3 separate regions of the Mus musculus genome follow, and regions 1 and 2 are each linked to region 3. Evidence: chromatin contacts called from public promoter capture Hi-C data. All regions are on one chromosome and are shown on one strand. The core of a region is the stretch at or near the end of the contact, and the rest is flanking DNA. Distances in the headings are between cores, read along the strand shown.

Region 1 (5,004 bases), core at 781-3,280, 820 kb after region 3:
GATGTGTCTCTGCCTGGTTCTTTGAATAATAGTGAGTGAATGAATGGATGGTTAGTGAATACTTATATGCTGTTTTTAACAACTTCATTGAGAAACATTCACATATAAAATCCAACCATTTAAATAGTTCAGTGGTCCTTGTTAGTCTGTATGCAGTAATTCACCTCCTCGTCCAGTTGTATGTGATGACCCCACCTCTCTGTTCAAATGTATGTAATAAGCACGCTGAGCTTCCAAGGTGCTGCGGGTTCTTCATCAGAGTATGGTTCGACAGATCTCAGCTTCTTTGTGTGTCTTTGTGTAGAAATAAGACCAATGGGGCGGGGGTGACAGAGTCATGTGACAGAGTCATGTGACGGACCCTAGGAATCAGTCTCTGGAAACCAGCATCAGGGTTGCAGGTCTGAGTTTATTGCCCAACACCTAAGCTTATATACAGTGTTTGAGCCAACCCCAAGCCCCTAAATCCTTAACCAATCATATCTCGCCACACCATCACTATGTCCCAATGAAAGCCCTGGCTGATGCGGTAACTCACCTGTTAGGACTTCCATGAAGATGGGGGAAGCAGCCACCGCCCTGGCTTCCATTCCTTTTTGCTGTCTCACCAGTGTCCTGGGAGCCATCTTAGATCTAAAGCTATATAGTGCAGATCAGGGTTCTCTGAGGAGTTATAGGACCCTGTGCAGCCCCCTCCCCTTCACCCCCTGCTCTTCATCCCATGTTTTCCTTAACAAGGTTGATTTCCATGTCCTCCTCATCCGTGTCTGTTTGTCCTTTCTTCGTTCCCTCTTGGCTCCCAGTCAGGTCAAGTCCCTGGAGCCATGCTGGGTTTGGTAGCAGACAGTCTAACCGGCGGTGGGAATGAGGGAGGAGATGCATTCTGGGAACAGTGTGACAGGGCTGGAGAGATGGCAGCAGTGAAGAGCACTTGGTGCTCCTGCAGAGGACTCAGATTCTGTTCCCAGCACCCACGTGGTGGTTTGTAACCGCCTATAACTCCAGGTCCGGGGAACAGAGTGTGAAGAGAATGCTTTGTCTAACATTGAATGTAGTTTTCACAATTATAAAATCCACCACAGGATGATGCAAAGCAAAGGCCCTCACCAGATGTACCTCCATCACGGACTCCTCCATAGATACACATATCTCTTTGTGATAAGCTGCCCAGTCTCTGGTATTTATTCTATTATAGCGACACAAAACAACCAATAAGACACTATTTGTATTTCTGGGCCTCATCAGTCTGGGCAACTTTTTCAGAAGTCCCATGGTGTGTGCTTGCGAGTGTGTGTGTGGGTGTGGGTGAGTGTGTGTGCTTGAGAGTGTGTGTGAGTGTGTGCTTGTGAGTGTGAGTTTGTGTGTGTGTGTGTGTGTGTGTGTGGTGTTGCACATGACTGCATCCTAGTGTGCTTTCTATGGCTGTGATAGACGCCATGGCCTACAGCAGCCTGGGGGTAGAAAGGGTTTAGCTCACCTTACAGTTATAATAGAAGGGAAGCCAAGGCAGGAAGCCGGAACTGAACCCGAGACCATGAAGGAACTGCCTACTTTTCACAGGGCAGCAGCCAATCATTAATCAAGAAAATGCCTCCACAGACTTGCCTGCAGACCAATCTTATGGAGGCGTTTTGTCAGTTGAGGTTGCCTCCTCTTGGATGATTCCAGTTTGTGTTAAGTTCACCCTCCCAGCCCCCCACCCTCCTACCCACAGGTTGGCTCCCGCCAAGACTCCAAGTCAGACACACAGACAGGGGAACAGTGCTGTAGTTCCCAGTCATTGTTTAGGAACAGCCAAGCTAGGAGTGAGAGCCCAGGGCAGAGCCCCTCCCCCAGAGAAGGAATTTAAGCTTGCCAAAGGGAGGGAGCTCCGAAGCAGTCACAAGAGGGTCTCATATCGGGACCACACTCCACTCTTGAATTGACTGAGGATCTCAAAAGACGCCTGACTCTCTGGAGGTAGCGCAGGCCTGGGAATAAGAAGCATTGAGAGTTCCCAGCCCGAATTTCTAGACTTTTCCCGTCGGTTCACCCACCGACCACAAGATGGTGCCCTCGTCATGGGAAATGGCTGAAGCCCACCAACCGAGCAACAGTTTCTGTTAGCGGATTTCAGGACATCCCCCAGCATCTCAGCCTGTGTCCTTGGAGGGAGTGCGGCTGAGGGCTGCGGTCCTTGCTCCCCGGAATGAAAACCTCCAGGGAGGCTGCATTTTCAGTTTCGCATTCCTCAAGGATGGATAATTTACAACAGTCATGGATGGAACCTTTCCGATTATGTTGTCAGCCCGTTACCCAGTTAAGCCTCTACCAATCTGCCGCAAGCTTGCTATTGCTCTCTTCAGAACACTCCTTTGAAAGAAAATTGAGAAGAGTCACGTAGTAAAAACCAGTACAAGGGTTTCCTGGTTCTTGAAGAATGCAGACCACCTAAGGCCACAGTCAGGGCTGAGGAAGACCTCCCAGAGCTGACAGACTCGCCGCTGCCTAGGTGGAATCCTGGGATTCCTCCGGAGATGCTGACTCAGCATGAGGACAGACTCAAGGCCGGACACACTCCAACGCTGAATTGGGAGATATTGGCCCCACTCACTTGGGTTTTTTTTTCCACGTGTGAATTTTACAGGCGGGGAAATGAAGTGTTTAGAAGTTAGTGTCAAAATGTGGGCACTTGATGCTCTCCTCGAGGACCCAGGTTCAGTTCCTGGCACCCACGTGACAGCTCGCGACCATCTGTATTTCCAGTTCTAGGGGATCTGATTCCCTCTTGTGGTCTTTGAAGATTCCAGGCATGAACAACAGGGTGCACATGCACACGCGGGCAACACACCCATGCATGTAATATATAATATAACATGGAATGAATGTATTTAAAATGCAGGTGCACTAGGAATGTCATATAAATTATTTTGGTGCTATATGTAGAAGGTGTATGTGAAACTTAATTGATTGTCTGTTTAAGTTGTAGTCTCATTCCAAAGATAGCTCATTACAAATATGCAATGCCCCAAGTCTGAGGAACACTCAGAGTCCAGCCCCCTCTGGTCCTGGGCATCTGAGTGCTTGCTGAAGGATCCCACCACCCATTTCCTTTTGGTCTGGCTGCCATGTTGTTTTCTGGTTTTCCCTTTTTCTTGCATGCTGACTTGTGAGACCGACCTTGGGAAGAGAACAGGATGCTGATGGATCATTTCCAGCATGTGTGAACGCCATCCTCCTGCCTCCTGATACGGAGGCAGAACCCTCACAGGGCCTTCCAGCCCTCCTCTCTGAACCCCACTCCCAACTGATACAGCCCCTTCCACCAATGCCTCCCCAAACAAGGCTTAGGGAGCTGGGGGTCTGGAGGGACAGAAGGGAATGGGAGATGTGCACCCTGCAGTAACGCAGGCAGAGCCTTGTGCTACAGCTCACCCTACAGACACGGTGTTTTTAAACGCTGTCTAAACTCTTCAGTAGCAGGGTGACACGCCACCTACACTGGGAGTTGCCTGACCTCAGGCATGAGGCTGATGTGGCTGTGCCATCTGCCATGAGCTGATCACTACGTTGGTTTGGCTGACATGGCTGGGTTGGTAGGTGCCCCCTGCTTTTTCCTCTTCAGTCCATGCGTCCTTCCTGAAGCTTCTCCCTGTTGAAGACAACCCTCTCCAACAGGGGCCTGCCTTACTGTAGTGTGCAGAGTGCGGAATGTTTCTTTGGAAATCTCCAAACAAGCTTTTAAGGTCCAAACCTGGACCTTGAACAAAAACTGGCGTGGGGGCACTGTGCCAGCAATACCATACACTCGGGGACAGTTCCTTTTTTGGTCAGTCCTCTGTCCATCTGTCTATCCATCTACACTGTCTTTTTTTATTACATTTTAAGAAATGTGGAAGGCAAAAGCTAAGCTTTAGAATTGGGGCGTGGCTGAGAGACAGATGCCTGGCATGTGAGGCCTTGGGTTGAGACCTCAGCACTGTGCACAGAGACCGACACAGAGGCACACACATACACACTGAGTCACTGAGACACACAGACACACACAAACCTACACAGAGACACACACATATACACTGAAACACTGACACACACACACACACAGACCTACACAGAGGCACACACATACATACTGACACACACATACATACACACACACAGACCTACACAGAGGCACACACATACACACTGACACACACACACATACTCACACACAGACCTACACAGAGGCACACACATACACACAGAGACACTGAGACACACACACAGAGACCTACACAGAGGCACACATACACACACATACACACACACAGACCTACACAGAGGCACATACATACACACAGAGACACTGAGACACACACACAGACCTACATAGAAGCACACACATACACACCAAGACACTGAGACACACAGACACACATACACACAGAGACCTACATAGAGGCACACATAGAAACACTGAGGCACACAGACACACACACAGATACAGAGACCTACAGAGACACACACAGAGACACCACACACAGACACACACACACAGATATACTGAGAGACACACAAACAGACACACACATACACACACACAAATAGAGATACAGAGACATACAAAGACACCGATATACACAGAGACACCACACACAGATACACACACACACACACACACACACACACACACACACACACGATTTAAAAACAAAGTTAAGCTGTTTCTACTTAGCTCAGAACAGCAGCTGTGCTGTTAGTGCGTGGATACTCACAAGTCATGATCAAATGGTTCTGTTTCTACACGGTAAAATGAAATGAATTCATAGATGTGAGATGTGAACCTCTGAAGTGACCTCCAGTGACTTCAGTCTCCTAGGCCTTAGTTTCCTGATCTGTAATTCTCTTTGTAGGTCTACTTTGTAAACCAATATAACTGAACTATCTAGTATTAACTTGGGACATAGTGAGCTATGTTCTTCAAGGAGTTTTTTTTTTAAGTGTGTGTGTGTGTGTGTGTGTGTGTGTGTGTGTGTACATGTG
Region 2 (4,781 bases), core at 1,843-4,342, 570 kb before region 3:
CTTGAAAACATTGTATTGTAATTAGCTAAATTAGAATCTACTGTGACCATGAGTGACTATTAACTTGCATTAATTATTCTAAAGGTTGCAATAGCAGCAATTGAAAGGACTGTATCTGGGCCTTGTATTCTTAAATAAGTTATATGCCTATCTAATAGTAACAAAATTAATTTTAAATTTTGTATCAATAAACAAAGATTTATACCAATGAGAACCTTAAACCTGTATCAATATACAAATTCTATACCATTGTAAAAAATATAGCTTCAATTCTGCATCATAATATGAAGATCTCTACCAATGTAAGATTATGGGTATAATATGTTTTTGTTTAAAAGGAGATCTAATAATCCATTCCCATTTGTCTAATTTCTTATAATATCACTGTACCTTCCTTTTTTCTTCTCAGCCCCCTTCCCTTGATCTAAGAAAGAAGGATAGAGAAGAGGAGAGGAAAGATAGAACCCCTGAGACTAAGCTCTCTATTTAGTTTCCTCCCTGTCGAGAACTGTAATTTTTGTTCATCATCTCTGAAACGGAGGGTGCGTTATTTACGCGGGCTCCTTGGACATTTTAAAATAGTTTTTATTGGTTAGTTTTTGAGTTCTGAAAATGAGAGTTTGTGTAACTTGTTTTTGTGATTATTTTTCCCCCCAAAGATTCATCATCATTGTGGCATCTGATCTTGGGATGGTTTGACACTTATATATTGCTTTTTGCTTTTTTTTTTTTTAATTACGTATTTTCCTCAATTACATTTCCAATGCTATCCCAAAAGTCCCCCACACCCTCCCCCCCCACTCCTGCTTTTTGCTTTTATACATAGATGGCTTCATTAGAAATCAACAGAAACCACACTGAAAAGAACTTAAACAGCTGTTGATGCAGCTTTCGTTTCAAATGCTGTCAGACATTTTGCTGCCGTTGGGTTTCAGTAGTTGTATTTTTTTGATCTCCTAGAAGGGAGCATGCAGTCTATTTGTTGGTAAGCCTGTCATCTTCAGCATTATTGTATCTAATTTAACATTTTAAAACCTGCATCGGGACTTAGAAATATACCTATCGAAAGGGTTTTTTTTTTTTTAATTGAAAACATTACTTAAATTTTAGGTAGAATTTCCTTTAAAATTATTTCAAGAATTGGTCTGATTAGGTTATACATCATGTGTTTGCATCAATAATTTTGCATCTGTAATTGATCATTTAAGTGCTAAGAATAGTGGAAATATACATATGAGAAATCCGAGAATTGTTTTATGTTCTTTTATCTTGAAGGACCCAATTGTTTTTAGAACCATTTGAATTTTACAACGGTTGGGAAGTATAGGTCTTGACCTAGGGGAACAGAGTAACAATTTCAGAAATGAGTTGTTTTATGTTTTACGTTTATGTTATAGCGCAGTAGAATCTGGCTTTCTTGTTAACAATTTTCCCTTCAGAATCAGGTCAAACATTGATAATTTAAAAGATATTATTTGTAATTAGCTTATTCTGTACAATTTTATATTGCTTTTAAATAAAATGTCACAGGATATTAAAAAGAATGAAATAAATTTGATTTCCTATTTGCTTCGTAATTAATTTACATGTTTTAATATGGGTACTTTACCTTTTTCTCTTTTTAATCTGACAGAAGATGCTGTGCTAAAAGTGGTGAAGCGTTTTCTAACACTAGGAATATGACACTTTCATAGCCTTTATTTGTTTATTGCTAAGATTTTGATAGCTGAATTAGACAGATGGTCATATATGGCGTGAACTGAAGGGCAGGGGAGGGATAAGAGTGGACTTCATTTCAGGTACCTTGCACTGTATATAAAGACACTGTTTTAACACAGTAAAAGCCATTTTTCCTTCATGATCAGAATAATGTTTGAAACCACTTCATAAGTCATTACAGATTCTTTCCAGCAAAAGGTATGCGTTAGCCTCTGAGCTGGACTCTATAGATACCAAAAAATAACTCGCTCTCCCTGCTTTATCCCCACATGAAACCAGCAAAGTTTGGTTTTGCAACGAAACTGTAGGATATTATTTTTCACAGTGGATCTATGCAAATAAAACCCCTTAATCCTTAAATCAGAACTAGTTGCTTTAGAAAGGTATATGTTTGTCTGCCTAAGTTACATGTTTGGTGCCCTAAAGAGCTTTGTTGGTTTTGCCTTTATGTGCCATGGCCATTGCTTTTTCTTCCACTTATATATTGATCAACTGTCGATCATCTGATCACCACCTACTTAGATATTAGAAAAACAAGTTGAATAGGACAAGATTTTTAGTTCTCTCAAACTTTTCATTTAAGTCCAGTACAATAGAATATACGTAGTAGAATTCTGTGAAATGTAAATATGAGTCAAAGTTAAAGACAGGAAAAGTAGGTGGGTACGTCTTCCTGAGGAGTTGGGTGAGGATTCAGAGGAGAGATGCTGGGTATAGGCTCAGCAGTTACTCTTCCCTGTGAGGAGAAAGAGGAAAGGCATTCTAGACAGAGCGTGTGAAGACAGGATGAGAGTAAGGTAGGGATACAGTGAGAGGGGAGTCCGGGAGCAGGAGAGTTGGGGCTCAGCCCTGAGTGCGTGCGAACACACACACACACACACACACACACACACACACACGCTTTAAAAAGGAAATCACGGGGGTGAAGAGATGGCTCAGTCAGTGAAGGACTTACAGGACCCACACGCAGCTCCCTGTCCCCTGCACATAAAGTCAGTCAAATAGTGAACACCAGTGATCCCAGTGCTGAGGGGCTGGACCACTGGCTAGTCTTGATCTGAAAGCTCTGTTTGGAGAGAGACCCTGTCTCAAAAAATAAGGTAGAGGGTGATTAAGGAGACACTCAATTTCTACCTCTACCCACCCCCACCCCCAGATACACATACACACACACACACACACACACACCATTAAGACTACAGAAAATGATCTTAATCTGTGGGAGAAATTGTACCGTTTCATTATAATGTTTTAGTGTTCGTTGGGATTTTTGTTTTGTTTTCTCCAAAGCAAGAAGGCAAGATGACTCAGCAGGTAAAAGTGCTTTGTCACAAGCCTGAAGCCCTGGGTTTGATCCCTGCAGCCCTTGCTGGGAAGAGAGAACTGACTGAGAGGTTGTTCTCCTCTGTCCACAAGTTCATGTCTGCACCCATACACATCATAACACACAGTTAAAAACAACCAAAAAGCATTAAGAAACTCTTTTGCTGTTTTAAAGTGTACAGGGACATTTTTTCAAAGTAAAATTTACTGGGTAAATGTTACCGGCAAGAAGAATTGTGTTTTATTTCTCACTGAAGAGCTCACTGAGAGCATTTTGAACAGTGTTTGCCTTGTACAGCTGACAATAGTGCACATAGCAGCATGAGCGTCTTTCCTGCCTTGGCAGACTTCTGCGCAGCTCCTTCCCACTGCATCTGAATCAGCCTCCGACCTATTGCCTTTTCCCTAAGTGCGGCATTACAGCGCTAGGGTTCCCTGAGTGTGAAATTCTTCTTCCAGCATTTACTTTGTACAGAGCATACTCCCTTTTGTAACAAGTACACTCCTCATTTGTGACCATATGCTGACCTTTCCTAAGTTCTTCCCATTGTGTAGCTAGTCTCTCAAGCAGTGACAGTAGTGACATTTCCAGTCATCTGTCTGTTCTCTTACTCCCCTCGGATTATAACTGAATTTCGTTTTCAGCGTTGTCTTCTTTCATTGTCCTGTCAGCTCCCCTTCCAGCTACCCATTTTGTAAAATGTTGTGTGGCTTTAGGATGAGAGGCAAGAAGGCATGACAGTTAAAAGCTTTGCTGCCTGTGGCTGAGTAACACATACAGTGCAGTGAGCTACATGGCATCCATGGCACACTGGCCACAGCATGCATCTCATAGCAGCAAAGATTCATGTCCCAGACTGCTAGTCGTGACGCTGGAGTTTATACGCTTATAGTTACTATTCTGTGGTCAGTGAAATTTGAACCACAGTGGTGAGAGGCTTGTGTTTGACTAACCATTGCTTGCTGAATCACCCAAATGAGGACAGGCTGAGATGCAAAGCAGCAGAACTTATTGATAATTAAACATTTGGTAGATTTGATGAGATTTAGGGTGTTCCTCTGGGGCACAGCTGGTATATGTAGAAATATAAACGTGATGTTTCTTCCCCAGCCGTTTCAGATTTCCCTCTTACACCAGCTACATAGTACACATCTCTACAATGGTAAATGTCAATGGTGTGGATTCCTCACAGGCCAATTAGTGCTGAAAGTAAGCTTAAAAGAATGGTGTAGTTGGAATAATTGCAAAGAAATGATTAACAAGTGAGTTTGGCTTCTTGTTAGTCCTGCTTTGTCTTCATACAGTATGTACCTTCATTCTTCCATGTGCCATTCTCTGACTGATGGCAGTTTCTCTTTCTGTTTCTCACAGGTGAGCTGGTTCAGTGGCTGAGCTCAAGATGCCGTTGGTGAAAAGAAACATCGACCCTCGGCACTTGTGCCACACAGCACTGCCCAGGGGCATTAAGAACGAACTGGAATGTGTAACCAACATTTCCCTGGCAAATATAATTAGACAACTGAGTAGCCTAAGTAAGAATTTATATCACTTTAAATATTGCAGACCAGAATTTGCTTTGGAGTTATTATGTTTAAAAATGTACTTGTTATTAATTTAAGAGGGATGTTTCATCTAAGGATTATAACATTATTATGAAAATTTAGTCACTAAGTAACATCAGTGAGTTACAACAGTAATTTCTTCCTATTAAGGAAATAACAGAACCTCTCTAAACAGT
Region 3 (4,486 bases), core at 1,152-3,651:
CAGGTCCTGCTGGCTGACGTAGCAGTTCTTGGGTACCATGGTACAGCCATCATCAGAGCCCTAGGGAAACAGGTGGCTAGGATGCTAAGAGACAGGAAGACTGGAACAAGTGTGGAGTTGGTGGGAAACAGTCTCTCACCTTAAAGTCCTCAGTCTCAACGAAAGCATCATGGAGCCCTGTCCACTCTTTCAGCAGGCAGCAGCCCAGGTCTTTGGGGTGCATATTGAGGTCTCCACACAATAGAACCACATCTGCATTCTTGGATGTGTGGCTGAGTTGGGGGAAGAGCGGCAAGGAGGAAATTCTTCCCTTATTATGTGCCCTCTCAAGGATAACTGCCACTCCTCAACCCCCGTCCCACCCCACAGCCCCCATCAAGCCCAGGCTCACACACTGGATGAACTGGGCCAGTTCCCAAGCTTGGGCCACACGGTGTGCAAAGTAGATGTCCTTCTGTCGGCTGTACTCAGCATGTAGCTAAAGTGGAATAGGTGAAATCAAAGAGAAGGCTGTCTGAATCAAGCTTGTCATCTGTCACATGGCAGAGTGTGACAGGGAATGGGTGAACCTTGCCCAATGCTAGCTTCTGATCCCATGCCTTATCCCCAGGCAGCAGAACTAACTAGTGGCGTCTCTTCTCCACCATAGCATTGGGCTGCTTGACCCACTGCCTAAGCCTGGCTAGCCCCACTCACATGAGTCACGTAGGCATTGAGCACCAGTCCACTTAGACGGAGCACCAGCAGCCCCACAGACTTCCCACAGAACCAGTCTCCATGATGGAACTGCAGGCAAGAGAAGACAAAAACTCAGGGTACTGACACCCTCCTGCCAAGGCCCCAGGAAGGCTGCGTCCAGTCTGTGTTAGCAAGGATAGGGAAGAGATCCTTACCATGTAGGGGTAACCATTCAGACTGTAGACATGCTGGAAGATTTCCTGGATTGGGTGTTTGGAGAACACACAGAGGCCACTGCCTATCATCCCGCTGAAAACCAACTCTTGCTTAATAACCAGAAGAGCAAGGAGGGGAGTACCCAGCCAGCCCTCTTCCCCTCCGCGGTCTCCCAGCTCTACTGCTAAGATCAACCCCAGAACAAAGCCTAAGACAGCAGCCCTTGCAAGATGAGGGTGACGGCCTGCTCTTCTCACACCCAGAGGAAGAAGATCGAGGGTGCAAGCAAGAATGTTGGAGAGCTTCCTCGTCTGAGAACAGGCTGAGAACACAGGCTTTTCACCTTCTGAAGTAGTGTGCATCTGGATAGGTGAGCGATAGCCTTTGCCTTAGGTACTGGAAGTCCTGCTCACTCCACACCTGAGGAAGAAGGTGAGGATACTTGCTTGGATTTCATCCCAGACAGAACAGTTTTCCTGCGCCGCCTGCCGCCTGCTGCCCTCCTCCAACCTAGCCTGCCCTACAACCTCACCTCCTCCAGGAGAGCCAGATCAAAGTTTTCCAAGTTCAGAAAGTCTCCCAAGCGCTTCATGCGGTCCGCCCTATGTTTGCTCAGGTAGGGGATGTCCCTAAAAGGGGTGGAGGACGCAGGGGGCAGAAGAGATGGGTCAGCAGTTCAATTTCCAGCAAGCACATGACAGCTTACAACTGTCTGTAACTCCAGTTCCAGAGAATCTGGCACCTTCACACAGACATACATACAGGCAAAACACCAAATGTACATAAAATAAAAGTAAATCATTTAAAAGGAAAGACATGGGCCAGGTTTGGGACGATTACTGCTGTCATCACCTCAGCTTTGGATGATAGGGACTTTGGTGATTGCTGCAACCACCCAAGCTCTGGTCTTTAGGCGATGTGGACTTTGGTGGTTCGGGAAGGACAGGGTCTAGCTCGGCTGAAGAAGACCTGCTTCCTTCCTAGGCATGTGCGAGAGGGGACTGGAAGGTGGCTCCGAGGCTGCAGCCCACGCCTGGGAGCACTTACTTACCAGCAGTTGAGATTGAAAACTCTCAGCCGTAGAGAAAAGTTGAGCTTCATGGCTGGAGTGCTTCGGAGCAAGGGCGGCGAGGCGGATTGCGCGCACAGGCTTATTGCCCTGTCCTGCGCTGCCCCGACCCAGGAACGCGAGCTGGTTGGGGGTGGGGGGCGACTCCTGCGTTACTGGGACAAAGGCCGTCCTTCCACCCGGAAAGAAGGTCGGCTGCAAATCCCGGGCTGGCTGCGCGAGGCCGCCGGCAGTCCTGGAAGGAATCTCGGGTGGACTGTTCCAGATTCTTAGGTCCTTCGGTGGGTTCTCCGCACCGCGGCCTACAGGTTCCTCCCTTGTTCCCGGCTCGGCTTCCACCAGCAACAGGCTTGAAGTTGATGCGAGGCCCCGCCCACGAACTCACTCAGGTCCCGCCCCTTGCGGGCGTTCGGGGAGGAGCCACGCGGTTGCCCTGGCGACTCGCACTATTTGTGTTCCGGGCTCTCTGCTGTCCCTGCCATGGCCACCCAGCAGCCGTGCCGGCCCAAGTCGAAGCCCCCAGCATGTCACGTGCGGTTGCCGCCCGAGCCGCCCCTGAAGCTGAAGGTGGTGGGGCTCTTCAAAAGCTCCAGCTTTCAGGTGTCAAAGACCATCGCTGAGGTAACCCCTCGCCCCAGACGCCGTGCGCACCTCAGCCCCCTGCCGCGGTGTCGCCTGCGCTGGCGGGCGGGGGTCCACGTTCTGTCCTAGGGCTGGATGGGGGCATAGAGAACAAATGCTGGTCGCAAGGAAGGGCGACCTGGAAGAGACTCGGAGCGCGAGCGAGCGTTCGCGGGGATCCGTATTGGGAAAATGGTAATTTCGGAACACCTATGCATGGAAATGCTAGTTCACGTGAAATTTTTTATTGGATTATGGATTTACAAAATTCAAAATTACGGGAAAATATTCAAAAGCTCCAGCTTTCAGGACCATCGCTGAGGTAACCCGGTGCCCCAGATACCACCTCAGCCTCCCCGCCTCTAGTTTAAAAAAAAAAAAGAAAAGAAAAGAAAAAAACACTTGTGATTTTTTTTAGTACTTTAATTTTGGAAGGGCCTTTCCTTTATAATTTCTGTAGTTGTTTCTGCATTTTAGCAGAATCAGATACTTTTCAGATTTTTAAGAGATGTCCCAGAAGTGCTGTGAAGAATCCAAGTATGAATTTGTAAACATGTAGAATGATATTTTATGCACCAGGAAACAAACAAATGTAGCCAGGTCAATCATGCCGCAGCACGCCTGCTACCTGGAAACAGGAAAAAACCTGGGGGGTACGGTGGTGAAATACACGCAGCCCTGAGCCAGCAACTAGTTTGTTTGTGCTTGTTTTTTCCAGCTGGAGAGCAAGGGCAGTAGAATTCACCCTCAGAACACACACACACACACACACACACACACACACACACACACCCTTGCTTGCTCTAGCATCCAGAGTGAAAGTGCTGTCTTGTGTGTGTGTTGGAAGATGAAGGCTTAGTGCTTGTGTTTGTTTCTTTATTGGGTTTTTTTTTTTTTTTTGGTATTTTTGAGACATGAACCAGTGTCTTACAGCTAAAGTGGCCTTCCTTCCTTCCTCCCTTCTCTCTCTCTCTCTCTCTCTCTCTCTCTCTCTCTCTCTTTCTTGTTTGACTCTCTTAAGACATTAATATTTCCTGTGGTTGTTCCACACTGCAGGCAAAGTGTTTGCAACCTTTTTTTTTTCTTCCTGGGAAGTTCAATTAGTAAATATGTTAGGTGTTCTGGGACACAGTCTTAGACTTATGTTGAGAAAAACAGTGTGCCCAGGTATGGTAACACAGGCACCCAAAAGGCCAAGACAGGAAGTTGATGGCCAGCCTGGGCTACATAGTTATTAATACTTTGTCTTCATAACAAAGCAAAGCGGTGGACACAGGATATAAGTGTTCTAATAAAACTTTATTGTAGGGGCTGGAGAGATGGCTCAGGGATTAAGTCACAACAAACACTGACTGCTCTTCCGAAGGTCCTGAGTTCAAATTCCAGCAACCACATGATGGCTCACAACCATCCTTAATGAGATCTGACTCCCTCTTCTGGAGTGTCCTTAAGGAGATCTGACTCCCTCTTCTGGAGTGTCTGAAGACAGCTACAGTGTACTTACATATAATAAATAAATAAATCTTTTTAAAAAAGACTTTATTGTAGATGCTGAGTTAGACATATATAATTTTGATATAACATGAAATATAATTCATCTTTTGATTATTTTCAACCATTAAAAGATACAAAGGGCTGGTGAGATGGCTCAGTGGGTAAGAGCACCCGACTGCTCTTCCGAAGGTCAGGAGTTCAAATCCCAGCAACCACATGGTGGCTCATAACCATCCATAGCAAGATCTGACTCTCTCTTCTGGAGTGTCTGAGGACAGCTACAGTGTACTTACATATAATAAATAAATAAATAAATAAATAAATAAATAAATAAATAAAAGAAAAGATACAAAATTATGTTTGACTGTCAGTTCTTTCAAAAACTGTTCAGAACCGGGCATGGTGGTG

The links. Promoter capture Hi-C pulls out the DNA fragments that hold promoters and counts their contacts.
Region 1: a contact with region 3 is called in a promoter capture Hi-C map of hippocampal neurons, with 2.9 times the contacts expected there. The contact joins the enhancer-like site here to the promoter of Ppil6 in region 3. A contact is called at or near these places in 11 of 39 promoter capture datasets (the 3T3-L1 cell line, 3T3-L1-derived adipocytes, the C10 cell line and 7 more), 3 of 15 datasets of contacts at CTCF or cohesin (large pre-B cells, pro-B cells and stem cell-derived epiblast-like cells), 32 of 484 Hi-C or Micro-C datasets (the C2C12 cell line, the G1E-ER4 cell line, LSK cells and 22 more), 3 of 115 datasets of contacts at active chromatin or transcription factors (bone marrow-derived macrophages, embryonic forebrain and forebrain) and 2 of 9 other capture datasets (embryonic stem cells and liver).
Region 2: a promoter capture Hi-C map of stem cell-derived epiblast-like cells shows a contact between it and region 3, with 3 times the contacts expected there. The contact joins the enhancer-like site here to the promoter of Ppil6 in region 3. A contact is called at or near these places in 4 of 39 promoter capture datasets (the 3T3-L1 cell line, liver and stem cell-derived epiblast-like cells), 1 of 115 datasets of contacts at active chromatin or transcription factors (embryonic stem cells) and 1 of 9 other capture datasets (embryonic stem cells).

The regions. Positions count from the first base shown.
Region 1 is chr10:42,306,276-42,311,279 of GRCm38.p6, forward strand. No RefSeq gene overlaps it. Among named protein-coding and RNA genes, the nearest start is that of Foxo3, 32 kb to the left of the region's middle. Within about 2 kb of position 2,031, at least 23 of the 459 cell types and tissues checked have an H3K27ac peak or open chromatin away from gene starts, as enhancers often do. A contact at or near this core is called in the N1E-115 cell line, forebrain and hippocampal neurons, where this site is marked.
Region 2 is chr10:40,915,834-40,920,614 of GRCm38.p6, forward strand. Wasf1 (WAS protein family, member 1) reads left to right here. Exons shown (of 9, transcript NM_001379453.1): 2 at 4,415-4,575. The coding sequence starts at 4,443. Among named protein-coding and RNA genes, the nearest start is that of Wasf1, 34 kb to the left of the region's middle. Within about 2 kb of position 3,093, at least 38 of the 459 cell types and tissues checked have an H3K27ac peak or open chromatin away from gene starts, as enhancers often do. A contact at or near this core is called in stem cell-derived epiblast-like cells, where this site is marked.
Region 3 is chr10:41,488,038-41,492,523 of GRCm38.p6, forward strand. It overlaps Ppil6 (peptidylprolyl isomerase (cyclophilin)-like 6), which reads left to right and starts at 2,402. Exons shown (of 8, transcript NM_028430.1): 1 at 2,402-2,584. The coding sequence starts at 2,444. It overlaps Smpd2 (sphingomyelin phosphodiesterase 2, neutral), which reads right to left and starts at 2,303. Exons shown (of 10, transcript NM_009213.2): 1 at 1,946-2,303; 2 at 1,427-1,523; 3 at 1,238-1,314; 4 at 894-987; 5 at 697-786; 6 at 396-478; 7 at 140-272; 8 at 1-60. The coding sequence starts at 1,995.